Regions from separate parts of the Mus musculus genome. Here region 2 is linked to region 1. Evidence: chromatin contacts called from public promoter capture Hi-C data. All regions are on one chromosome and are shown on one strand. The core of a region is the stretch at or near the end of the contact, and the rest is flanking DNA. Distances in the headings are between cores, read along the strand shown. Region 1 holds the start of Lrg1 (leucine-rich alpha-2-glycoprotein 1). Region 2 holds the start of Kdm4b (lysine (K)-specific demethylase 4B).

What was found. Promoter capture Hi-C pulls out the DNA fragments that hold promoters and counts their contacts.
Region 2: a promoter capture Hi-C map of embryonic stem cells shows a contact between it and region 1, with 3 times the contacts expected there. The contact joins the promoter of Kdm4b here to the promoter of Lrg1 in region 1. A contact is called at or near these places in 14 of 39 promoter capture datasets (the 3T3-L1 cell line, the C10 cell line, the HPC-7 cell line and 9 more), 2 of 15 datasets of contacts at CTCF or cohesin (large pre-B cells and pro-B cells), 7 of 484 Hi-C or Micro-C datasets (the CH12 cell line, the G1E-ER4 cell line, embryonic stem cells and 4 more), 9 of 115 datasets of contacts at active chromatin or transcription factors (the HPC-7 cell line, embryonic stem cells, kidney and 4 more) and 4 of 9 other capture datasets (adipose tissue, liver, macrophages and 1 more).

Annotation. Positions count from the first base shown.
Region 1 is chr17:56,117,786-56,124,328 of GRCm38.p6, forward strand. Lrg1 (leucine-rich alpha-2-glycoprotein 1) reads right to left here and starts at 4,161. Exons shown (of 2, transcript NM_029796.2): 1 at 4,076-4,161; 2 at 1,893-3,159. The coding sequence starts at 4,101. The coding sequence ends at 2,157. It overlaps Sema6b (sema domain, transmembrane domain (TM), and cytoplasmic domain, (semaphorin) 6B), which reads right to left. Exons shown (of 17, transcript NM_001130456.1): 17 at 5,300-6,543. The coding sequence ends at 6,216.
Region 2 is chr17:56,322,644-56,329,186 of GRCm38.p6, forward strand. Kdm4b (lysine (K)-specific demethylase 4B) reads left to right here and starts at 3,407. Exons shown (of 23, transcript NM_172132.3): 1 at 3,407-3,586. It overlaps Uhrf1 (ubiquitin-like, containing PHD and RING finger domains, 1), which reads left to right. Exons shown (of 17, transcript NM_010931.3): 17 at 1-843.

The DNA.
Region 1 (6,543 bases), core at 2,911-5,410:
TGGTTGGTTTTTGGTTGGTTGGTTGGTTGGTTTTTTCGAGACAGGGTTTCTCTGTATCGCTCTGGCTGTCCTGGAACTCACTCTGTAGACCGAACAGGCTGGCCTCGAACTCAGAAATCCGCCCGGCGACTGAGGACTTTTCTTCTTCTTTCTCCTTCTCCTTCTCCTTCTCCTTCTCCTTCTCCTTCTCCTTCTCCTCTTTTTTCTCCTCCTCCTTTTTTCTCCTCCTCCTCCTCCTTCTTCTTTTGTTGTTTTTTTTTTGTTTTGTTTTGTTTTGTTTTTTGTGACAGGTTTTCTCTGGCTATCCTGGAACTCATTTTGTAGATCAGGTTGGCCTCGAACTCAGAAATCCACCTTGCCTCTGCCTCCCAAGTGCTGGGATTAAAGGCATGAGCCACCACGCCCGGCGACTTTCTCATTCTTCAGTCTTTTCCGTTTGTTTTGTTTGATTCAGACTCTCTCTCTGTAGTCAAGACTTGACCAGAACTCACTATATAGCCCAGGATAGCCTCAAAGTAACCACATAGCCAAGGATGACCTTGAACGCACCACCCAGTGGCTAAGACAACAGATGTGCCACACCACACATGTTTATGTGGTGCTGGGCGTGAACCCAGATCTGTGGGTGCTCGGCTGACTGCCTTCTGAGGCCCACTTCCTTTGTTATTATTATTATTACGTCTATGTGTCCTGGTGTTTTGTTGATATGTTCCATCTGTCATGATCCACAGATGCCTGATCCCCACAGAGGCCAGTAAAGTTGACAGACCCCCTGTGACTGGAGTAACATGTGACCTTGAGCTATCATGTGGATGCTGGGACTGGAACTCCAGCCTGAGCTGTTAAGCCATGGGTGGTCTCTCTGGCCTCCATCTTATTTTTAATCTGCTGTTTAATCCTGAGAGCTGTTAAGCCTGTCAGTTCTGACCCCATTTTACAGATCAGCAAACTGAGACCCAAGTTTTAACCCACTCTCCCCAGCTCCCTCTGCAGGACTGGGGTGAGAAGCCTAGTTTTGCCCAGTCATATGCTTGTCACCCAGAGCCACAAGGTGGAGACAGGAGAATCATGAGCTCAAATCACCCTAGGCTTATAGCAAATTTGAGGCCAGCCTGGGCAATATGAAACCGGGCCTTTAAAAAAAAAATCCACACCCCTGCCTCTCAATGGGCAGAGTCCCTCTGTCTAGGGGGTGAAAAAAACTAAAGCTGGGTTGTGATGCAGGACTTTAATCCCAGCACTCAGGAGGTAGAGGCAGGAGGACCTCTGACTTTGAGACCAGCCAGCTTACAGAGCAAGTTCCAGGAGAGTCAGGGCTATACAGTGGGAAGGATCTGGAGAGCAGTCACTGTCAGTAAAGTGCTTATCACTTATCATGTAAGCCGGAAGACCTCAATTTGACACATTTGTCATGTGTGACACTGGCTCATGTGTGTGACCTCAGCTCTGGGAGGCAGAGGCAGAGAAAGAGGCAGAAAGATCCCGAGGCTCTCAGCTGGCCAGTCAGAGATTTTTTATTTATTTATTTTCCCGAGACAGGGTTTCTCTGTGTAGCCCTGGCTGTCCTGCAACTCACTCTGTAGACCAGGCTGGCCTCGAACTCAGAAATCCACCTGCCTCTGCCTCCCAAGTGCTGGGATCAAAGGCATGCGCCACCACCGCCCGGCCAGAGATCCTGTCTTAAAACATAAGGCAGAGGGTGGGCCAGATGGCTCTGCGGGTGAAGGAGTTTGCTGCCAAGCCCAAGAACCCGAGTTTGAATCCCTAGCTGCCACACGGTGAACAGCTGGAACACACTCCTGCAAGGAGCCCTCTGACCTCCACAGGCTCACTGTGGTGCATGCGCACAAAACAAATGTACAACAAAAGGGAACTGCACAAACACCGAGCTGTTCAGTCAGCCTAGGAGCCGTTTTATTAACTGCTTTGGTGACCCCTGAAACAGACGTGTCAAAGCCAGATAAACACAAGGTGGCCTGGGGGCCGGCACAGGAAGAGTGAGAGGTGGAAGAGTTGTGGCGAGTGGAGAGGACCCAGAGAGGGAGTCCGAGAATAGCATTCCTGGCTGAGGGAATGAGGAATCTGCACACTGACATGGGACCACATTGGCTCAGTGGCGAGCGGGGTGCCCTTGGCCAGCACCCCAGCCATCATCCTCACAGGGACCCCAGCTCTGCCACGTCCAGCAGCCGCTGACCCTTCATGGCCTCGGGCCCCGCACAGCGCGTGTCGTTCTGTGAGAACATCTTGTTTCGGTTGGCGACCAGCCAGCGGCAAAGGTCCGCCAGGTTCTTGTCACAGATCCAGGGGTTGTGGGAGATGTCGAAGCCGTCCTGCATGTCGCGGGTCGGCCTCCCCAGGAACGCCCACAGGCCCGGGGGCGTGCTGGACAGAGAGTTATTGGACAGATCCAACATATCCAGGTGCTGTAGGCCCTGGAAGGAGCCGGTCGCCACCCCGACCAACTGGTTGTCATTCAGGAACAGGACGCGCAGGAACGGTTGGGGCGCAAGCAGGCTATCCTCCAGCCTCTGCAGTCGGTTCCCTTCCAGGTGCAGGCGCTGCAGCCGCCTTGGGCCCCGCAGGAGTCCCTCGGGCAGCGACTCCAGCAGGTTGTACCCAAGGTCGAGGGTGTGCAGGGCGCCGAGGCTGGCGAGGAGCCCGGAGGGCAGCGAACTCAGCTGGTTCTCCGCCAGGTCCAAGTGGCCCAGGGCGTCCAGGCCCTGAAGCCATTGCGCGCTCACCTCCCGCAGCTGGTTCTCCCTCAGGACCAGGGTGCTCAGGTTGGCCGAGGTGCTGAACAACCCGGGGGGCAGGCTGCGGAGAGCATTGCGGGTCAGATCCAGGGCGCGCAGCCGGGGCACGGGCGCCAGCAACTCGGGAGACAGCGCCTGCAGGCGATTGCTCGAGAGGTGCAGCTCCCGCAGACCCGGACACCCTTGCAGGGCGGCGGCGGGCAGCTGCGTCAGGTTGGAGAATTCCACCGACAGATGGACAGTGTCGGCAGGGAGGGAGCTCGGAAACTCGGTGGGACCATGGCAGGAGACGGTGCTACCCTCAGCCGACTGCAGTATCAGGCATTCCTTGAGGCTGGACACCCTGCCCAAGAGGGCCAGGAGAAACAGGGTTCTGGCAAGGCAGGTCTTGAGATCCTGGAGGCTGAGGTTAGTGAACCATGGTGAAAAATATCTCCCCTTCTTCCCGTCCCCGTGGCCACCACCCTAAACTGTACCCACTGAGTCCTTCCTCACCAGGACTGGAACAAGACGATCCTCATGGTTTGTTTCCTGAGTCTATTTTTGTCTCCTTAGCAGGGTGGGTGGGTGGCAGAGCCAGTGAGCTCCTATTTATTCTGCAAAGCCCCAGGAACACTATACCCTGGGTTTCATTCTCACAAAGCAGCCCCTGATCCACAGCAAAACTTACCTCTATGACTCTTAAACTTCCTGGGTCTGACCCCCTACACACTTCCTCCCCTGCTACCACCTCTAACAGGTTACCAGTTATTAAGTATTCCCAGTCCAAGTACCTAGTTACTTCTAACCTGGTTTGTATCCTGGGTCTACCCCTATCTCCCTAGTTGTCTGTTCAGAGGGAGAGTCAGTGGACTCGTGTTCACTCTGCAAAGCCCCAGCCACAATGCTTGGCTTTTCACCAGCCCTTTTCTGCCATTCTCAGGAAGGCAGAAGCTTCCAGATTGGCCTTATCCTTTCTTCGTCCAGCTCTCATATGGCTTGTGTGGTCAGCACTGGGTGTTCAGGGAGAACTCAGGGTCCAGGTGAACAGGAATTCTTCTGTACGCATATCTGGTCTCCACAACAGCCCTCAGAGGCCTGTCGGGGGCTTCCTGATTTGCAGTGGGTATGACCAAAGCCTCAAGCCTGGGACCTGGGACAGGGACCCTCTCCCATTCCTGCTCAGGGGGCCTCTGGCAGTCTGTCTGGAAGTAAGCCTGTTTGTACAGCCTGCAGGCCTGAATCTGTTCCTGGCCACCTCAGTGGATCAGACTAATGTCCCCATGATTGTGCTTAGCTTGGTGCCAGGTCTGCCCAGAACTGGTCAGGTAGAGACCTACCTTCCTTGATGCTGCCAAGAGACCATAGCTGCTCCTCTATGTCTGTCCTCAAGACCCCAGGAAGGTGGCTTTATATAGTCCCCACCCCAACTCTGCTCTGAGGCAAAGCAGGAAGAGCCCAGGGCCGGGTCAACATTGCTACATCCCTTCCTGGCAGTGACTGTGGCATCCTGCCCACCCTTTCCCAGACTTTCTGCAGCTTTTACTTCCTAGTTAAGGGTGAGGTGGGGATTGCTCTACCCAATGTCTCCTAGGCTGAGTCCTCTCCCACCAGGATCCAGGGACTGAGTTTGCAATAAGAGCAGGAACGTGGCTGCTCTTTGAGCAGGTGACAGGAAATGTGTTGGAAAAAAAAAAATCTCTGGTCTTGAACACCTGATGTGTTGTTTGCTTTTTATGCTCAAGTAGCTTTCCTACTGAACAAGGAGCAATGCCTGGCTCTGATTGTAAAGTCTTCCACAAGGAACCAAGCAGGTCTGGCTTAGGTTCTCTGGGACTCAGTTTCCCTGCCTGCACAGCTGAACTTGATTGTCAAGAGATTCTTTGGTGATTCCATCTACCTGAAGTGCAGTAGGTGCATATGTCTGTTGTGAAGACACACCTCACATGTCATCTCATTATAGCACAGGGTTGGAGTATGGAGGCTGGAGAATCACTTCGACTTTGACATCAGACTGGGCTACATACTGAGACTGTCCAACAACAAAACCCACAACAGCAAAATGCATTTCAAGGCTATGAATTTGCCTTTGAGGACACCTTTGGCTGTATCTATGTGTGATGTGCACACACACTTGCACAGGCTACAGGTTGATTCTGGGTGTCTTCCTCAATGGTTCTCCACATTGTCTACTGAGGCAGGACCTCTCATTAACTGGGCTAGGCTGACTTGCAAGAGGTCAGGGACCTTCCTGTGTCTGCTTCCCAAGTGCTAAAATTACAGGCATGTACCATTACACCTGGCCTTTTCTGTGAGTACTAAGGGATTCAAACTCAGGTCTTCTTGCTTGCACAGGAAGTGTTTCCCCTGCAATCAGCTAGTTCCTCCTTGTTGTCATCTCATCTTAAAGTTTTCCAGGTTGTCACCCCTTGACATGACCTCTCCTCTCAGTCTGGGATTCTAAGAGGCCAATCCCCCATTTGCCTGTGAGTGACTAAGAGCAGGATTTCCTTCCCAAGTATTTCCAATCACCCCCAACAAACAGCTGACCCAGAGTCAAGGGGGCCGGTGGATGTAAACAGAGTTTTATTGATGGGGATAGGGCTGGAGAGGGTCCTGGACTCAGCTGGCCACGTGGCATGCATGGTCAGCTGGTGGTCGAAGGGGATGTCACAAGTGGGGACGGGTGGCATGGGCCTCTCTGACCACCCCAGGGCTGTATTTACAGGGGCGTCTGCCCACCTCCACCCTCCCAAAACCCCCACAAGCCCTTTAGAAGCAGGTTCCCCCATCTCCCAGCCTGGACCCCCAGGTCCCCTCTGCAGGAGCAGGATTTGAACTCCAAACCGGCACCTTGAAGGCCCCATCCCCTGGGCTTCTTTTCAGAAGGCCCAACATTGGCTCAGCCAATGCCAGGGTCTCTGAGGGCGCCACCACCCACATTCTGAGTCGCACACACGCACACCCACGGCGGCCCTGTCTCACACGCATACGCACACACACACGCACACATACTTCTGTCCTGGGCCCTTGCACACAAACAGGCCATGCACACGGACACACACCCACACACGCAGGGACCCAGGAGCAGGGAGGGGGTCCCTTCTACGGAGGATGTGTTGAGGCGGGAAGGCTCATGTCTGCAGCTGCCTCCCCTCACCCCACGTCCTCAACCCCCACCCCGGCCGCCACCCCAAGTAAGAATGGGGCTGTGCAATTTCTTAGAAAAAAAAAAAAACTCAAAATAAACAAAAATCAAAGTCTATGCGCAGGTAAAAGGTCAGCCTCCTCCCGCCCACCCCGGGGCTTCGTGTCCTGCATCCTCCGGGATGGAGGGGGTTCTTGTGCTTCCCTGTGGCGAGGGGATCCCCACGCGCGTGGGTGAGGAACAAACGCGCCCCACTCGGCGCCAGTAGGGCTCGGTGACCTGGGCTGGCGCCCGGGTCGCTGTGGTTGGCACCGTCGAGGCATCCGCCTGGCCTAGGGTACCGGGGGTGCAGTCCGCTCGCCCGTCCCGCAGGGCAGCAAGTGTGTAGAGTCCGCGGGTGGGTGGCGGCGAGGACGATGACCCCCGGGCCGAGCCTCGCCGCTGTTGAATGTGTGTGTGCGCCGTAGGGCGGCTGTGGGGGGCCCGTGGGGACCCGGCCTCCGCAGGCTGCTGGTTGCAGGTGGGCTCCATGGCCCGGGCAGGCCGTCGCCCACCGAAGGGTCCAAGGGGCCCGTGGGTGCGGACACCACCCGCCGGCGGTCCGGGCTGGCGTGGGGCGTGAGCGGGAAGTCGCCTGGGTGAGAGGCCCGGCAGGATCTG
Region 2 (6,543 bases), core at 2,157-4,656, 200 kb after region 1:
GCTACCAGTTGGACTTCTGTTTTTCATCCCTCCACCCCCTTTCTATAACAAAGCCTGCGATTTATTGTCCAAGAGAAGGAAAAAAATGTTTTTGTTTTTGTTTTTTTTTTTTTGAGATGGGTTTAGAAACCGTTGAGTTTCATACCAGGCCTCATGTCATGCTGGTAGGAGTTCTCCCCACACCAGCTGCCTAGAAACCATCTGCACCCATCTTTGAAAAGCCCAGACATGTCTTCCTGGCAGCTATCTGTGTGCTTCATTCCAGGGGTGGCCCCTGCAGCTGCCCCTCAGACCTTCATAGATGCCCTGGCCCGCGCCATTCACTGACATGATTGCAGAGGGGAGTTGGCTGTGGCCTCAGGCCAGGGGACCAGCTGGGCTGAAGCTGCATGTGCCTTGGGCTGGCCACTTCTTCACTCCCCTCACCACTGAGCATTGGATGTCTACCTTGAAAGCCTGGTTTTCAGAGAGTGCACTGACTGGGTGTCATGGAAGGCAGAGATGTGTTATCAGTTCCATCTCATTTTTAACTCAGCAACAGAATTCTGAGGGTTTCTGTATTATGGGTTTTTTTATTTTTATTTTTTAAAGCGAGATAAATGGGTTTCCTCGATGAATTTCTTTTGTAGTTACAGCCTGTACTGAGGAAGATGTTTTCCTTGGTAGGTTTTGTTTCTTTTGTAACTTTACCAAAGTGTGCAGGTGTGTCTCATGGAAACTAAACCATTTACTACAGGCAGACTGGACAGCACAGTTCTAAGGGTTGTGTTTTGTTTTGTGTGGGGTATTTTTTCCTTGTTAGATTGTTAACATATTGCAATAAAATAAAATTCTGGCCGGGCAGTGGTGGCGCACGTCTTTAATCTCAGCACTTGGGAGGCAGAGGCAGGCGGATTTCTGAGTTCGAGGCCAGCACTTAAAAGGCAGAAGCAGGTAGATCTCTTGAGTTCACGAAGCTAGCCTGGTCTACAAAGAGTTCCAGGATAGCCAGGTCTGTTAACAAGAACCTTGCCTCAAACAAAAACCACTCAAATACAGTGGGGTATGGTTATATTCTCAGCACAAAACATCCAAGGCTGACCTGGAAATCCGAGATCTGCCGGCCTCTTCCTACTGCTACAACTAAGAGCATGGGCCACCCTATCAAAGATGTCAGAAAATTTATGATTAGAAAATTTATTTCAGAAGTTTATTTTAGCAAATCATGAATGTGAGTGGGTACCTGTAAAGGCCACAGGTGTTGGATCCCCTGGGGTTGGAGCTGGAGGTGGTTGTATGCCACTTGACATAGGTGCTGGGATTTGAACTCAGGCCCTCGGGAAGAGCAGTATACAATCTTAACCATTATGCCATCTCTCCAGCTCAAGGCAAGTGTCTATGCCACTGTGTAGACAGTCCTGAGAGCAGAGCAAACTTAACAAAATCCACTCCTGCCGGGCGTGGTGGTGCACGCCTTTAATCCCAGCACTTGGGAGGCAGAGGCAGCCGGATTTCTGAATTCGAGGCCAGCCTGGTCTACAAAGTGAGCTCCAGGACAGCCAGGGCTATATACAGAGAAACCCTGTCTCGAAAAACCAAAAAAAAAAAAAAAAAAAAAAAAAAAAAAAATCCACTCCTAAATTTAAAAATCTACCTGTCCTTCACACAGGTCACCTGCTCTGGAAAATGTGGTGGCAATGACCACATGGGATTCTGTTTCTGAGCACAGAATAGTACAGACATCCTGAAGGATAGAAAACAATTGCTTCCAGGCACTGAGTGCTAACAGGACTGATAGACATTGGAGTGTGTTTGTGTGTGTGTACTTGTATGTGTGCACTTGCACAGGTAGACATGTGCCACCTGTGGAGGTCCGAAGGACAAAGGACTCTTCCTCCACCCTGTGGGTCACACAAGTCATCTGGCTAGAAGGCAAGTTTACTGAGCTGTTTCACCTGAGACAGGGTCTTATGTAGTTGCCCTGGCTGGCCTCCAGCTCAATGTAACTAAAGATGATGGTGTAGTCCAAATTCTGAGTACATGGTGACTGGCGTGGGTGATGGCTGTTCTCTTTACATTGCACAATGAAGAGCAATGGAAACAATTCAAGACTCGTCTAGCTTGGAATAATTTATGTGTAACCTTGAGAGTTAGTGAATTAGCAACAGACTAGGGGGGTAGAACAAATATCTTGGGTGCACAAAGAACCTGCTCTAAGGAGGGTACTTTCCAGATGTTAGATATTAAAGTAGAAGGATTTCTAGTCTACCCCATAAAACAGGAATGTTGTCACCTCTGCTTGCTCAAGTATAGAAGCCGTAATGGTAGTTTGCAAAGCAGGCTCTGGATAAAAGAGCTTGCAGTGAAGCCTAACAACCCAGATGACAAACTCCAGAGTTGCCCTCTGACCTGTAGAGGTATATACCACACATATATACAAAATAATAAAAATTTAAAATTATAAATGCATATTGATGGGGATGATATCAGACCTTAACTAAATGCTCTTGAGTGCAGGGTGACTGGTGTGGTGATGCTGTTCCCTTCACATCGCACAATGAAGAGATGGAAACAATTGTGTGGAGCAGGGGCTTGGACACCTGTAGCTGGAATTTGGGTGCCCAGGCCTCCAATTTGCAATACGCTGAGCTAGAGAGTAGGACCTAGGACATTTTGAGAAGTAGATAATTGAATCCTCTTCCACTGAGTTATTGCAACGCTTTCCATGGGTACAGCTATCAGTTCAAGGTGGGGGGTGGGGTGGACCAAGTCGCGCACGTTTTAGGGAACTCATGAACGTTTGGGGAGGGCAATATGGAACGCTTTTGAGATCCTCTTACCCTAGTTCGGCCTTTTGCAAAGCTGGGCTCAAATTCTGACTCTAGATCTAGAACTACTGGGTTTCGAACCACTGTCTCCGGACCCAGAGCTGATGTTGTGCAGGAAATCACGTACTCAGCAGCCGCCCGATCACAGGGTGGAGTCTGGAGCAGCAAGACAGCGATTGACATTCAGTCGCAACCATTCGGCACCCAGAGACCGGTACCAAACACCAATCCGCGTTTGTCTCAGTAAAGTCTGAGAACGCGCTTGTCAATCTGCGTGAGCTCGGGGCTATCCTACACCCGACCGCAGCCGGATTGGCTGTGTGCATCTTGACGGGCATGCTTCGTACCCACTGAAAGCTGAGCCGGTCACTAGGCACGTGAGTGGGTGCCGGCACGTCCTCGGGGTTGGACCAATGAAGGGAAGAAATCGAGTGCCTGCTCCCGCCCCAGGTCGCGGAGGGCGGGGCCGCTCGGTGTTGATGAGGGGAGGGGTGGAGCTGTCAGCCGCCACCAATCAGCGTGCGGGCGTGGGCTGAATGCCCAATGGCGGCCGAGTAGGAGCCGTCGCCCCGCCCCTCTGAAGCTTCGCCTCCCCGCCCCGGGCTCTTGCTGAGGGCTCGGCCGCGAGCGAGCGAACCATCGAAGGAGCAAAGAGACCGGGCGAAGCTCGGAGCCCAGTGGCCGGGGCGAGCGAGTGAGGGCCGGCGGGGGCGACGCGAGACGGCCGGGCACGCGCCGCTCAGCCTGCTGTCTGCGGCCCGGGCCGCGCGTTGCGCCAGGTGAGTGAGTGTGCGATCCGTGGCGGCGCTCAGCAGCTTCCAGGCCCCTTTGGGGGGCCGCGCGGCCGCCATGCCTGCCCCCACGCCGCACCTTGGGCCGCCGCGCGCACTCCAGGCCGAGGCTTTGGCTGCGGCCTACTCGGCTCCTCAGGGCGGCGGAGTACGCCGCGCTTTTGTCCGTTCGGGCGAAGCTGCTGTTTGTTGATCGACAAAACGATTGTGTGCCTGGGAAAGGAGGGTGTGTTTTTTTGGGGGTGGGTGGGGGGGGTTGACGATGGGGCCGGACAAAGGCGGGGCGGGGGCGGGGCGCCGCGTCCCCTTTCCAGGGCACAAAAGATGACAGCGTGGGTGGCCCGGTCCAGCCATCCCTTCAACAACCCCAAATCCTTAAAAATAAAAAACCCACTCCAAGTCCCTGCTCCCCGCCGCTTGCATTTTGGTTCCCTTTGGTTTGGAGCTGTCCCCTCCAAACACTCACCCATCATGGCCTTGCAAACTTGACCCCCGCATGTCCAGAATCTGTAAATCACCATATAATCTGCATTTTAAAAATGAAAATAAATAGTACACGTATCTGCTATTGCAATGGCAGCCTTTCCACCTCGCTTCTGTACCCTGGTCTCTTTGCTTTCCAGCTCCCTTCTTTCTGTAAGCCATGAAATGTGCAGTTTTCCGCGTGCACACTAGTCCAGGGCATCCCGGCAGACAGGGAAGCTTGGCAAAGCTGGGGACAGCTGGGGGTGGCTTTCCTACTGCCATATCCTGGGGGGTTTTGGGGGTTCTGTTAGGGGTTTCGGTCAGCCAGCTGAGAGTATAAGGGATTCCAGGTTTGCAGATTTGATGCTGTAACTGGTGCGGTTTGGCCATTACGGTTCGGGCATCGCGGTTCCTTGTCCCATCTGTCTGAAAGGGGGGGGGGCGGGGCGGAGGATGGCATCGCTTTAATAATTAACACCTGGGGAAGTGTCTTGCCGGAGTAGTTGCTAGTTTTTTTCAACTATGGAGAGGATGGATCCGGTATGTTTCAAAAAGCAAAAAGAAAGAGTGTATCTTTCCCTGTAACCAAGTGGGATTTGCTCAGCCTGCAGCCTGGTGCCAGCACCTTCATAGGCGCTGAGGATCTTGGTTGCAGAAGGTTGGGGGGTCCGGGATGTCTCTGTGTCCCATTAGTTGTGTATCTGACAGTCCCCAGGCTGGAGACTGCACTGTTCCCCAAACAGCTCCTGCCTCAAAATGGGTTCATTACGTGGGTCTTCAGGGGCTCCTACCACTACCAGGAAAGGGCTAATCACTCTCTTTAATTCTCCAGTAATTGCTGCCTTCAGAGTCACCAAAAGGGCGTGTCTCCAGACTGGGCCAACCTTTTCTTCCCACCCTGCTCTAGCTGTAGTCAGCTTTCTTCTTCCCTTCCTTTTTTCCCCAAGCCTTGTGGGTGTTCTGTATCTAAACTTGTAGGGTCCCTATGCAAGACTCCAGTCAAACTTTTCATCCTCTCCCTAGGAGGGCAGGAAGCCTGACTGTCATGGGGTGTTTTGATGTTTGGGGTGGAAATGTCCTTGTGCCAGGTGCTCCATGTACCTGTGCATATCCAGGCGCACCTGTGAATGTGTGTGTTCTAAGCTGGGATTGTATAGGTCTGATTGACAAATGATTTTCTAATCCTTTCCTCCCGGGGAGAGGGCTGCTGAGGAGATATCATAGTACACTTTGTATCTGGAGACTCAGTTACAGTCTTGTAGATATTTGTCTGTAGCCTGTAGCCTGTCTCCTTCCCTGCCCCAGGGGCCCCTCTGTTTTCCCTGCCTGCCCAGCCCTTACTTAGACTTTCTGTTCTTGCTTCCCACCTCTGCTGGGCCCCTTCTCACATTGTCCTGGGAGCCCCAGCACTAGGTAGCCATCTGTCCCTGTGCTACCTGACACCTGTGGGGAGTCAACAAGCTGTCAGATCACTCAGGGGCCTGGGGCTCCTTGGGAGTGCTGGGAAGAGGCTGATCTGGCTAGCCCAGTATCCATAAGACAGTGAGGTGCTTGGGTATTCGAGTGCATGCGTGTGTGCTCACGCTTGTGGTGTAGAGGTGTGGGCTGTGATGTACTTCCTGATGGTTGTCTCTGGAACTGGAGGTGGGGTGGAGGGTTCAGGGCCTGGTGGCCTTGGGCTTGTCACTTGCTCCAGAAGCAAGATTTAGAGCCACCAGTCTGCCAAAGCCTCCTGGGAACAGGGGACAGGGAGTAGACTATAGCAGATGGCCTGCCTCTGGAGAGACCTGTCACTGCAGGGCCCATGGGGGGCAGGGACTGGGCTCTGCTCACCATACTTGGAGTTCAGGCTATGGTGGAATCCCAGAGGTCTGGATTGACATCCCTCCCTCAGCAGGTGCCTTTCCTGCTCTGTGCAGCATCCTGACTCCCTCTTTATCTATAGCGTTGGCCTCAGGTGGCCTTGAGGATCAAGAGCTAGGGGCCAGGAGTTTGGATGCTTTCTGCTCTGCACTAGTGTTCCCACTGGCTCAGTTCACTGTGACTTGGTCACCCCTGGGGTGGGCGTTCGTTGTACTAGATGTGCAGCTGGCCCTTACCCACACCTTGCTGGTACCTCACTTTCAGCCCTGTAGCTCCATCTGCCTATGTCCCAGCTACCGCTTCTCACTGCTCCCTTCACTCTGCCTTCAGTGACCAGTGGTTCTGTTTGCTCTTGCACCCCACTATTTCCCCCTATTTCTTTTTTTTTTTTTTTAATTTTTTTTTTTTTAAGATTCATTTATTATATATAAGTACACTGTAGCTGTCTTCAGACACTCCAGAAGAGGGCGTCAGATCGTGTTACAGATGGTTGTGAGCCACCATGTGGTTGCTGGGATTTGAACTCTGGACCTTCGGAAGAACAGTCGGGTGCTCTTACCCACTGAGCCATCTCACCAGCCCTTTCCCCCTATTTCTAGTCTAGGCCTGTGCTTGTA